Regions from separate parts of the Zea mays genome. Here region 1 is linked to region 2. The links are chromatin contacts, called in public Hi-C maps. All regions are on one chromosome and are shown on one strand. The core of a region is the stretch at or near the end of the contact, and the rest is flanking DNA. Distances in the headings are between cores, read along the strand shown.

Region 1 (3,161 bases), core at 483-2,982, 150 kb before region 2:
CACCACCGGACAGTCCGGTGCCCCAGACCGAAGCAGCCCCTTGGCTGTACACAGCCAAGTCTTCTCTTCTCTTCTTCTATCTGTTTCTAACACTTAGACAAATATATTAGTACACAAAACCAATGTACTAAGGCTTAGAAACATACCTTAACTTGTGATTTGCACTTTGATCATCCTTGGGCATATTTTCACATTTAAGCACTTGTGTTTGCACTCAATCACCAAAATACTTAGAAATGGCCCAAAGGCACATTTCCCTTTCACCCGGGGACAGGGAGGCCGGTGATCTCCTGCACCATGCGTTGGAGTTGGCGGGGTGGACCGTGATGTAGGTGGTCAGCGGGCACCGCGACGGGCGCGACTTGCGCCTGGTGACGCGGCCCCTCTAGGTTCCGCCAGGGCCCGGGCAGGCGGCTGGTCGGGCTCGCTGGATGCCTGCGCAGGAGCGTCGTGGCCGCTGGACAGGAGCTCGGAGGCAGAGGAGGTGAGGAGGACGGGGTGGATGGGGAGGAGTAGGCGTGGGCGGGCGCCATGGAGGCGCCGAGCGCGGAGGAGAGGCAGCCGGGGGGCGAGATGTAATAGTGCGAGCTGGAGGTGATGGCGGCGCCGGCGTTGTCGGAGCGGAGGGTGTCGAGGAAGAGCCGTAGCGCGGAGGCGGGGAGCGCGGCGGCTGCCGAGGAATAGGGGGAGAAGGCAAGGCGGCGGAGCGCATGGAGGGAGGTGAGTGGGAGCGGACTTCACCCAGGTCGACGCGTTGAAACGAATGAAAAGCTCGCGTCCGAGGATGCCCACGCGTCGCCGCGTCGGCACGCGCGAGCGCGGTGCAGCCCCGAAAACGCGGAGGGGGCCGCGCAGAGGGAGGTGAATGGTAGCGGACTTCACCCAGCCCGACGCGTTGAAACGAATGAAAGCTCGCGTCCGAGAACACCGACGTGTCGGCACGCGCGAGCGCGCAGCCCCGGAAACGCGGAGGAGGCTTGAATCCCTAGCGTCTTTTAACAAGAAGTAATATCCGTCTCCAACCGACCCAGACACCCAGTGCTGTACACGGAAGCAGGCAGACAGGAACGCTATCTTGTTCCGTCAGAGCAAAACCTGGCCCAAATGAGGGACGGTCCTAGATCGCTAGAAATTAAACAGTAGCCGGTCTTTCAGCTCATATAGATAGATCTGATTTTAGCTACCAAGTGTGCGCACGCACCGTCTGTTCGCAAGGGGAGAAAGGTGAAAGTGCACCATTATGTTCTTCTTCGGTGGCTTTGCCATCTTGTTACTGCCCCCCCCCCCCCCCCCCCCCCCCCCCCCGGTGTGTGGCTCGAAATGATCTCTCTCTCTCTCTCTTAAAAAAAGGTGGATGGATAACCGCGGCACTGTTCCTGAAAGACGCCCCCCCTCGTCCCATTTCCTCAAAGCATCAGCGCCCTGCATCAATATGAGATTCTTCTGCCAGTCCTCTCCTCCCGAGTCTTGACCCTCAGAGCTTTCTCTCCATCTCCCGCTGCAGCGGGCCGCTTTGGCGGAGCGGTCAGCGGGTGGGCGGTGGCATGTGTTCGTCAGAGGCAGAGCGAGCGAGGAAAGCGAGACGAACGGAACGGAGCGGAGCGGAACGGAGAAGAAGCGACCGACGAACGAAGATGCCTGCAACTTTGAACGAACCCTGAAAGAACCCCCCCACCCCATGCGCTGGTGTCTTTCATTCTCAGCAGACATGTTCAACGCATGCCGGGAGGGGTCAGGTCAGGTCACCACCCGTGGGGGCCGGCGCGCCCGCGCAAAAGCTGTCGCCCATCACATGCCACTCACCACCGCGCCGCATCCGTCCATGGATCCGCCTGCCTGCGCACAACATGGCATGAGGGAGGGTCAGGGGAGGGATGCCAGCGCAGGGGGCTTCCTTTTCTTGGCTTCTCTTCTTTCCATTCTGCTCCATCAAAAGAAGCCCTCTTTTTGCGCCGGGCCTTTGCACCCCCCCCCCCCCCCCCCCCCCCCCCTAAAGCACGGGAGATTTTAATGGTTCAATCACAGGGTCGTCGGACGGCGCGACGAGACGAGATCTCTCCGGGGGCAGGAGCTGCGCCGGGAGCATGCTTGCTGCTAGCTGCTCATCATCCCTACTATGATAGTGCGCGGTTGCTCACACGTCAGGAGGGGCCGCCGCCCGTGCCGTGCTGCCGGTAACCTGAACTTTAAATCGTTTGTCTCAACCAAATAACCTGAACTTGCATCTTTTTTTTTGTGAATGCATGGAGTATATCGAGTACTGTTGGCAAGAGGATTGACGACCCTGTGCGTCTATTAACTCAAGCTATGACGCGCACTGACCTACAGTAGCTAGAACAATTTAGAGAAGTTATTAGAATTGAATTCACAGAAGCCAAAATCATATTGCGACGACTCTTTGTTGTTCTGGTTCCTTGCTAGTTGCTACAGAACTCAGACAAGTTAGAACGGGTGAAGAAGAAAAAAAAAGTAGTTCTACCTCCTCTTAATTCATTTATCAGGGACCTAATTATGGATCGATGATTGGTGGATGGGCCTGCCTCGGCAAGTCAGCACAATTTTTCTTCAATTAGATCAACCTTCTAATAAAAATTTCGGCAACTCTCCTGCCGTTTTTTTTTTAAAAAAAATAGACAAGTCCAATTGATTTTACTTTATTTTTTTCTGATATTTTCTTCACTTACTTCGGCCCAAGTTGAGCAGGATTCGGTCCGTCTAAGGGCGAGAGTAGTTTGACCCAGCAAGCAGCTGAACAAACGCTTTTCAGCAAGTTTGCATATTATTTCCCTATATTAGGAGCACAAACTTTATTCGACTTATACAAAAGTTACTGATTTATGAGCTGTTATGGTTTGTTTTATAGGTATAGTTTTCTTTTTGTTTCATGTGTTTTTCATGATTTACTCTATATCTCTAGCCGAAAGGCCCAATTTTTCTTAATTAAATATGTCTGTTATACAATATGAACCGCAGGGCCGTGGAAGGCCCAACCTTACTTTAGACGTCCATTGAAACCCCGAGCGCGCGATTTGCTCCAGGAGAATTTGTGTGAATCCTAGAAAATCTCATTTATCACCTGATCATTGTCGAGCGGATATCATATCATATCATACAACACGAAACACGGGTACCCATTTTAGGACTAGTTTAGGAACAGGGCC
Region 2 (3,211 bases), core at 215-2,714:
TGTCTGTTCAGTTTTTTTTGTTTTTATGACTGATTTATTTATTCGTCCAGATATTTTTTATTTTTGTTTTTGTTTTTGTGACTGATTTGCCTCTTTCTACCGTACTGAATAAATGTCATCAGATTTATCATACAATACATCTTCGTCTCGTTCGAGTTCAGAATTTTTTGTTTTGTCCGTTTTCTTGTAGACTAGGCCGAGTCTTTTTTTCCTACAACACGGCACAAAGAGAAAAGTGGAAATCAGAAAATAAAAAAACATGAAAATGTAGCAGAGTATGCATGGCGAGGACGAAGAGGCTGTCTGGCTCATCACTTTTTAAGGGGGAAAAAGCATCGTCGATTTTGTGACTGATTTTTTAGAGGCTTTGCTTGGCAACAAAAAAAATCTGTGACAAAAAGACAAAAAGTATTGATTTTTTTAGAGGTAGCAGAGTATCCATACACATAAACTGATTTGTAACTGATTTTTAGCGACATAAACGAAAAATCTAGACAACAAAAAAATTTAGTGACAAAGACAAAAAGTATTGAACACACACCATGGGGTTTGAACCCAAAACCACAAGGTTAAGAGCCTTGCGCTCTACCAACTAGTCTAGATAAACTTTGTGGTTACATAACCGAGCTCGGCACCGAGCTCGGTGCCACGTCGACGTCACGACGTTCGGGTTGTGCCAGCGCAGCACGTACCTCGGCGTCATAGACTATGGCGCAGCTCGGCGCCATAGTCTATGGCGCCGAGAAAAGAGTCCAAAATGATATTAAATTTTTTTAGGGTTCAAACGTGATTTTTTTCTCCGAGAAAGGGCTAAAATGCAAAAAAACTCGGGCAGATGAGCAGAAGGGCCACCTCATCAAGACATCAACAGTGAGCCATAGCCGTCTGTTCTATTAAGGGGGTGTTTGGTTCTGTGGACTAAAGTTTAGCCCGGGTCACATCAAGCGTTTGACTTTTAAATAGGAGTATGAAATATAAACCCAACCAACTATACTAGATTCGTCTCACTTTTTAATCTTCGGCTGAGAAATTAGTTTTATAATCCGACTACATTTAATACCCCGAACGGAGGTTCAAACATTCGATGTGATAGATGCTAAATTTTAGCAGGGGCAAACCAAACACCCCCTAAGTCTGAGCACTGAAATACCGGGCAGAGTAGCCGAGTAGGTCAGTAGGTGCCTAGCTAGCTAGCTAGCTCGTGCTCGTCCCCAAAGAATAGAGTGCGTCGTCGCTTGGCTCTTCGTATTAAAGTTTAATTGAGTTGTTCGTTTGGTTTTAATTGGTTTGGCTTCTATTATTTTTTACAATATTTGTCTTTATAGATTGTAGTTACTAATAGCCTAAACAGCGGCTTTGATTCGAAGCAAACAACCCGGCGTGCAGGACAGCCGTACCAAGTACCAAATAGGGTTTGGAGTTGAAGTTAGAGCCATGGCTAGTCGAGCCGTGAAACTGTGCGAGCTGACGCATCACCGGTCCAGTTCGTCACAGAGAGACAGGGAGATATAGCGGTTGGCCCATGGTACCAGTCAATAGTTTGGTCGTAGTCCTCCTTGGGCCGATTTCTTGACCTATTTTCGTGAATTATATGACTTGACTTCGGTCTTCGTTTATTTATTGGGGCATGCTAATTCCCAGAGTAACTTAGGGTGATTGCATCGCTTAGCTAGCAACGAGTAGTAACGGAGCTAATAATAAAATATAAGCGGCCAAATAATCTTTATTCATCTGATTTTCTAGTTTTTCTACTTGGTGATAACTCCATCATCAATGGTTGTTAAATTCTGAAAACTAAAATTCATATGTACATGAAGTACATAATATTATAACTGAAGACTTAGTATGCTTCTTCTTGCTCTAAAAATCAGCAGAGTACAACTTTACAGCTATTGCAAACATCATCAATTTTCAATAAACTGAATGAATCTTTAGGATCCAAAGAAATACGTAATGTTATAAGCTTTTGTGGCTTGTCAATTGAACCTTTAGTTCAGCTCTAGTGCTTGTTGATCAATGAAAATATCGTATTTATAGTGATGCTCGACCATTATCTGATTCCTTGTACAAGATCTAATGTTAGTATGGATATAAGTCAGCCATATTAATTTAGACCTAGTTTTTGTAGCAGATGCAGATGCCTCTATTGTGCCATGGTTTCGGTGGCTGACGCCGCTAGCACTCTGTCTACTGTTTCGCATCATCGCCTTCTCAGGACTGTAGTTGTGGTGGAGGGCAAGTAAAGTGTTCAGCGGTAGCGGCAGCAGCCTAGGTAGACGACAAGACGAATCACAAAAAGATTAGGTTCAGAGACCAGCCTCCTGCAACAAATTAGGTTTGACGTAGCTTTTGGCGGCTGCTGTACATGTGTCAATCCGTTAATGGGCCATCCAATGAATATTTTATCTTACATTATTTTCTCTCTTTTAGGCTTTGGGTGGCATAATAATACAACTGAGTTTTGGGTCATATATTACCAAACACTGCATATATATAGGGTACCCAGGAACGGGATACCCGGAATAGGCCCATAACCTCTTAACCGACCAAGTCCCCGCCGAGCTAGTATGAGAGGCAAAGATCCAAGTTCAGCGCTACGAGCCCACGCTGGCTGTGACAAGACGCATCATCCCCAAGCCGCGACCGAACATATGTGCAGCAGACCGAGGGCGCACTGGGAGGTCGCTATCAACATGATTGCACATCCCCACATACGGTCCCGGGTGCGCCCCCACTGCCCCGAGGGGCCAGTCAACCCTGTCCATGGGGGATCTCAACACTGGACCTTCTACAGTGACCCGTATACTAGATAGTATGCAGTAGATACATCATACCTTATGTACGCCTACGCATGCCGGTAAGTGATGCGAGCTCGTGATGACAGGCGAGACCGAATGACGCACGACTGCACTACATGACTGACCCGCAGGATCCACCGCACGCTACTATAAAGATGTCAGCGGAAGACTTGCTACAGGGACCCGTATGACGAACGAATCGGACAATACGGGCTATGGCATGCCGAGAGTACGATTAAGCACAACCCTACGGACGATGTCTAAAGGACTATGCCATCCAGGAGCAACGGACCATGCTCTCGCTAGCAGAATACAAGTCTCCACTGTAAGGTTCTGCTCTTGATCTATAAAAGGGTAGGATCCTGTCGGGGACCATAATTAGGGGTACCCCCAAGACTCCTAATCTCAGCTGG

Evidence for each region. Hi-C and Micro-C count contacts between places; a contact is called where the count stands out from the background.
Region 1: a Hi-C map of ear shows a contact between it and region 2, with 2.8 times the contacts expected there. The contact joins two enhancer-like sites. A contact is called at or near these places in 4 of 25 Hi-C or Micro-C datasets (ear, leaf and tassel).

The regions. Positions count from the first base shown.
Region 1 is chr2:190,115,317-190,118,477 of Zm-B73-REFERENCE-NAM-5.0, reverse strand. No RefSeq gene overlaps it. Among protein-coding and RNA genes, the nearest start is that of LOC100283853, 22 kb to the left of the region's middle. Within about 2 kb of position 1,732, at least 17 of the 20 cell types and tissues checked have an H3K27ac peak or open chromatin away from gene starts, as enhancers often do. A contact at or near this core is called in ear and tassel, where this site is marked.
Region 2 is chr2:189,962,719-189,965,929 of Zm-B73-REFERENCE-NAM-5.0, reverse strand. No RefSeq gene overlaps it. Among protein-coding and RNA genes, the nearest start is that of LOC100502517, 48 kb to the left of the region's middle. Within about 2 kb of position 1,464, at least 10 of the 20 cell types and tissues checked have an H3K27ac peak or open chromatin away from gene starts, as enhancers often do. A contact at or near this core is called in ear and tassel, where this site is marked.